Linked DNA regions of Arabidopsis thaliana: region 1 is linked to region 2. The links are chromatin contacts, called in public ChIA-PET maps. All regions are on one chromosome and are shown on one strand. The core of a region is the stretch at or near the end of the contact, and the rest is flanking DNA. Distances in the headings are between cores, read along the strand shown.

What was found. ChIA-PET counts read pairs in DNA pulled down with a chosen protein or histone mark.
Region 1: a contact with region 2 is called in an H3K4me3 ChIA-PET map of shoot, with 11 read pairs. The contact joins the promoter of ACL here to the promoter of XLG1 in region 2. A contact is called at or near these places in 1 of 26 Hi-C or Micro-C datasets (vegetative nucleus) and 1 of 2 datasets of contacts at active chromatin or transcription factors (shoot).

Annotation. Positions count from the first base shown.
Region 1 is chr2:10,042,220-10,045,267 of TAIR10.1, reverse strand. ACL (acetone-cyanohydrin lyase) reads left to right here and starts at 1,428. Exons shown (of 3, transcript NM_001335856.1): 1 at 1,428-2,001; 2 at 2,444-2,578; 3 at 2,662-3,048. The coding sequence starts at 1,582. The coding sequence ends at 2,943. It overlaps MES3 (methyl esterase 3), which reads left to right. Exons shown (of 3, transcript NM_127925.3): 2 at 339-473; 3 at 577-1,089. The coding sequence ends at 858.
Region 2 is chr2:9,993,712-9,996,785 of TAIR10.1, reverse strand. It overlaps XLG1 (extra-large G-protein 1), which reads right to left and starts at 1,321. Exons shown (of 7, transcript NM_127910.3): 1 at 14-1,321. The coding sequence starts at 1,087.

The sequences.
Region 1 (3,048 bases), core at 179-2,678, 48 kb before region 2:
AAAAAAAAGAATTGAAAAGTTAATGAGAGAGAATCTCTAAAATTCATAATATTAGGATCGTTTCTATTACTCGTATACCTTGGTTTTTTGGTTTTTTAGATGTAAAAGTAAAATATTAATACTTTTTGTTTTTTAGAAACTACAAAAATTCTATACGCTGGAGTTGCTCTTACTTACATAACTGTTAAAAACTTTCAGAAAATGAAAATAAAACTACCTAATCTTATCCAACAAGTCATAGTTCTAACTGTTATTGACTTTACATGAAAACTTATAGCTTACATAATATTTTTGAATCTAACACCAAGTAATTCGGATATTTGACTGAAATCTAACAGCTAAGAAAAGAAACTTCACGAGAGGAATGGTTAGACACCGTGTTTACGAGCGAGAAACCTGATTTTCCTAGCGAGTTTTGGATTTTTGGACCAGAATTCATGGCCAAGAACTTGTATCAGTTGTCTCCAGTCCAAGTAAGACTCTTAGCTTCATAAGAACCTCTTTTTTTCAAGCACAAATAAGATTGTACTAGTAATCTATGTCAATCTTTTGTTGATTTTTGTTACGGTGAACTAGGATCTTGAATTGGCGAAAATGTTGGTGAGGGCAAACCCATTGATTAAGAAAGATATGGCAGAGAGAAGAAGCTTCAGTGAGGAAGGATACGGATCCGTTACACGTATATTTATTGTATGCGGAAAGGATCTTGTGTCACCCGAAGATTACCAGCGATCGATGATCAGCAACTTTCCCCCAAAAGAAGTAATGGAGATCAAAGACGCAGATCATATGCCAATGTTCTCCAAGCCTCAACAACTATGTGCTCTTCTCTTGGAGATTGCAAATAAATATGCCTAAATAAATCTGAAATATCATCATCACTGCATATCAATTACAAATTCAGTGTCCACCACAATAATAAGCCATATGAGAATACATAATGTATGAGAACTAAGCAAATGATAATATTCACAAGAATGGTTTTATGAATAATGATTCGTGAGCTAGATAACTATATTATTACCTGAAAATTATGTTTTATGGTTTCTCCATTGATTTAAACTTATAGGATACAGATTTATACACCATATTTCATGATAATCTCTATCAAAATAATGAATTTATAAGCAATCGAGTAAATACAAATATAGGCGCCGAATGGAGATGTACGGTACAACTGCGAATTTTTTTAAGTCATAAGTAATTTTTAAAAAATGTTATCTCTATTTTTAGTTACGAGTAATTGTTTTAATATTATATCAAAAATTAATATTATTGTCCAACTAGTGTGATTTGACCTGGTACATGACACGGAACAAACATCTAACACAACTTGTCAAGTTGTATATCACTGTAACATCAGCTTTAATTAGAAAGATACTTTTATTTTGCATTTTAATAAGTGTAAAGTTTCTTATCCGCAGAGCCAAAATGTCGCTTTTAAAAAGAAAAATTCCAAAGTTATTTCTTTATGCAAGAAAAAATTCGAAATTTTAATTATCACGTAAAATCATAAAAGAATCTCAAAGGAAAGCGACAATTTTGGAAAATTCAACGATAAGCTTTATAATTTTTCTACTTATGAGTGGATGTGTGAAGAGTAGGGAAAAAGTACGAAAGGAAAATATGAGTGAGGAGAAGAGGAAGCAACACTTCGTGCTAGTACATGGTGCGTGCCACGGCGCATGGTGCTGGTACAAGGTTAAGCCTCTTCTCGAGGCTTTGGGCCATCGTGTAACCGCCTTAGACCTAGCTGCTTCCGGTATAGACACAACCAGGTCAATCACTGACATTTCTACATGTGAACAATATTCTGAGCCATTGATGCAGCTAATGACTTCATTGCCGAATGATGAGAAGGTTGTACTCGTTGGTCATAGCTTTGGAGGTTTGAGTTTAGCCTTAGCCATGGATAAGTTTCCCGATAAAATCTCTGTCTCTGTCTTCGTGACTGCATTCATGCCCGACACCAAACACTCACCATCGTTCGTCGAGGAAAAGGTATATATCTCTTTTTAAAGCAGCCAAATTTTGTGTTCTGTTCTTAAATCCACCACCTGGAAGTCTTGACGGTCAAAACAACGTGGTCGTCCATTTTTAGCCAAAACCGTTACAAGATTGTAGCCAAAATGATTACAAAAATTGATCAACATAACGGTTCCTTTTGGTCTATATGTCCGATTGTTCAGTCTAGTCGGACAAAATCGAGATTTCCATTTCGCAGTCTTTTATAACTTGTGGCTTATATACTATAACCAATTAACCATAGATCATGTGTTAGACAATCTAATGTCCAAGTAGTGTCACTTTCGTGGTGATGAGTTAGTAATTTGTTTTAACATGTTTCATTTTCATGGTTGTTACTTCGTTAGAATTTTTAAAGGTAGTTAATTGTAATAAACGTGAAAATAAATATGATTTTTTCGTAATTACTATGAAAAAGTTTGCAAGCAGCATGACACCAGAAGGATGGATGGGCTCTGAGCTCGAGACATATGGTTCAGATAATTCCGGCTTGTCTGTGTTCTTCAGCACCGACTTCATGAAGCACCGTCTCTACCAACTTTCTCCTGTGGAGGTAATTTAAATTTATCATCATTTTTAACAAAACAAAAAAAGACTAATCATTTTCATGATAAATCGATGATTATCTTTATTTAGGATCTTGAGCTTGGATTGCTTCTAAAGAGGCCTAGTTCATTGTTTATTAATGAATTATCGAAGATGGAGAACTTTTCTGAGAAAGGGTATGGATCTGTTCCTCGAGCTTACATTGTGTGCAAAGAGGACAACATTATCTCGGAAGACCATCAACGATGGATGATCCATAATTATCCGGCGAATTTAGTGATTGAGATGGAAGAGACTGATCATATGCCAATGTTTTGCAAACCTCAACTACTAAGTGACCATCTATTGGCAATCGCTGACAATTTCTGTTAAATAATATTTTGATGAAAATGTATTTGGAGTGGATACAATCAAACGTGTTCTAAAATGGATCTTCATAAAGGTTCAAACTTATTTCTTAGTTCTTACTATGGTTGA
Region 2 (3,074 bases), core at 72-2,571:
AAATATTCCTCACCTTTCCCCAAAGTCCAGACACTTTATCATACCAATAGTCCCCTGGTTTCAGCTTCTTAGGAGGATTAGAACAAGTCTGAAGTGTAACCAGCTCTTCAGGGTAAAGAGGTTGTCCATTAACATACACATACTCAGCTGGTAACTGATTAGCTTCACAAAACCTCTCAGTCTTCATAATCTGTTTAACCTCCAAATCATTAAGCAACCTCTTAAGCATCCTAGAGCATTTCCCTAAACTCCCTCGCTTCGATTCATCAATAGGAAAGCCAATACAAGTAACACATTTCCTTCCTTCAGGCATAGAACCCATAGCTCTAAGCACACAGCTATTACAATACTTAGCATCACAAACTAAACACACTTCCTTCTCCGTAAACCTACTCCCTTTAAAACACCGATAACAAGAACCCTTCTTACCTTTCGTCTGCGGCTGTTTCTTAACCGGTACAACCCGAACCCGCCTCAGGTTACTACAACTCTCCTCTTCCTCAAATCCATCATCAGAAGCAATACCCAAGAAAGTAACAACTGGTTGCTTCTTACCATCACCATTAGTCTCACTAACACAATCTCCAGTAACACGAGACGACGGGTAATCCATACTCAAAACTGACTCATTCGATTCCCAATCCGGTACTAACGGATTCGAAGACGACTCATTCAAGTCTAAACTCTCTTTCACTGAACAAGACCTCAACAATAACTCTCCAGAGCTACTCAATTCACAATCCTCACCATCACCACCTTCTTCTTCTTCTTCTTCCTCAGTATGTTCAATAACCGAAGTAGGAGAAACAGTGATTGAATCAGAAACCAATTCAAGCTGATTAGATCCACAATTAGCTATAACAGAAGTAGGAGAAACCGAATCTATCAGAAACTTTTTACTCTCTACTGATAAAATCGGTTGAATCACAGGGAAAGACATGTTATCGGAAATACAAACCGGAGAAACAACGGCGGCGACTGGGATTTTCTCGACGTTAATAGGAACAGCACAAGGGATATTGTATGATAATGGTGGACCATCGTATTCTTCAGCGAATAAACAACAATCATCTTCTTTCAATGGCATTTTCAAGAAGAAGAAGAAAAACCCTAGCTTTTGCTTCAGAACTAAGCAAACAAACACCAACAAGAACAGGTAAAAATACACAAAATCAAAGAAGAATCATTTTTTTAGGGTTCTTCTTGAGGAGCTTCTTCACAAGTGGGAGAGAGAACCAAAAGAAAAGGAGAATGGAGAAGAAGAAAGTGATTGAGAAAAAGATGAAGAAGAAAGAAAGAACCACTAGTAGCTGGAATCTTGTCCGATAATATTTTTTTGGTTTTAAGTTTGCTTTTTGGGAGGAAGAGAAAAACGTGGGACCCAGTTTAAGATGGGATTAGGGACAAAACCGAAATTGTCTTATTCGACGTCGTTACGAGATCGGAATTTGAGCTGTCTGATCACGTGGGATCCATGAACAGTAAAAACACTCTGAATTCTCTGATTTGGTCCGAAATTTACGGTGATATAAATATTGTTTTTGTTTTTTACTTCAGGGCTTGTGTATTTGTTGGGTTTCTGGTAAGCTTTGAAGTTGACATTTATATAAGCCCATTTGTGCATAATATTTGACTATGAGCTCATCAGTTTTTCATGGGACCATTAGCCCAGGAAGTTGCCCATATAGGCATAGCTACGGGAATATTTTCTGTGTGTGTGTGTCAGTGTGTGTCAGTGTGTGTCAAGGGGTCGAATTTTTGGATTATGGAATTTGTTTATGGTATGGAAACTTCGATTATTTTTGGATTGTTGGTGATCATATGATAAGTGATTGAACACTTGGAGCGAATCAAGTAAGGTTCATGTAGGTGTTTGGTGACAAACTGACGATCCATTTTTGTCTTTTCGGAGACTTCTCTGATTTTGTCTTCAACTCATGAAAGTGTCCGAGAAAACTAAAATAAATTGTTTTCAAATACCTTTTTACGCTCAAGTTAGAATGAGACAATATGATTGGATGGAAAATTTGTTTGATAAGAGGAAATATGGTGGTGATTTTCTAGGTTCATTCGGAAATTGACATGAAATCTACGGGAAGATAAACAAAAAAAGAAACACAATCAATTAAGTACTCTTTGTGAGCTTAAAATCTCGCATTTCTTAGTCCCTAATTTTTGTTTTGGAAATTTTCACTTTTTAGCTTAGTATCATTCTTCAAACTTTTGCAAATGTTTGTTTTGATGTGTATGCAAAATTGTTTAGACACGACCCAATCATGATTGTTTGATTTTTTTCTGAAATGTAAATGAGCGTAAAACTCCAAAATCACCTTGGAGCTAAATTTTTGAAAATTAGTCACCATTGCCCTCTTATACTATATTAGTGCAAGCGGTGACGATTATCTCGTGCTCATGATCTAGTCATTCCTAAAGACGTATTCACATTAATCTAGCAAAACTATTAGAGGATCCATATAAAGCCCAATATAATGTCTCATGAGTAACTTAAAAGCTCATGTAGTGGTCCATATAAATAGGATTAACAAGATAGTGACTCATCACTCATATATATAGTTATGTGATGAGAACTTTGATGATAACTTTAAGAGTTGTCTCAAAACAACTCCCTTTCTCATCTTTATGAAAGTAGTAATTGAATCATCGTGTTCTTTGTGATAACAAAGTAATCTTTCCTCTTTTAGTTTCTTTGAGTAATAAAGCTCTTAATGAGCTATCTAATTTCAGTTTTATATTTCTCTTAATAAGCTCATTTGAGCATAAATATCATTGCTTTAGAAATGATAACAAAAACATTAGTCGGAGACATATTAAAAACGAGATCTAACACTATAACTAGAGATGACAACCGAAAAAATGATACATTGACAATTTCCCCCAAATTTCCGCATGAGAACATTGAGAAGAAATCAAGTGTTGAAAAGTACATTCGGGACAAAAACAAAATCTCCAGTCTTAATCATTGAGTTTGGGTCTTTCCTCTCATCAGCGGAATTCCTGCCAATTATTCTAATCATTCCACAAATTTCTTATAAAGTAGAGGAAAGAAGATAAAT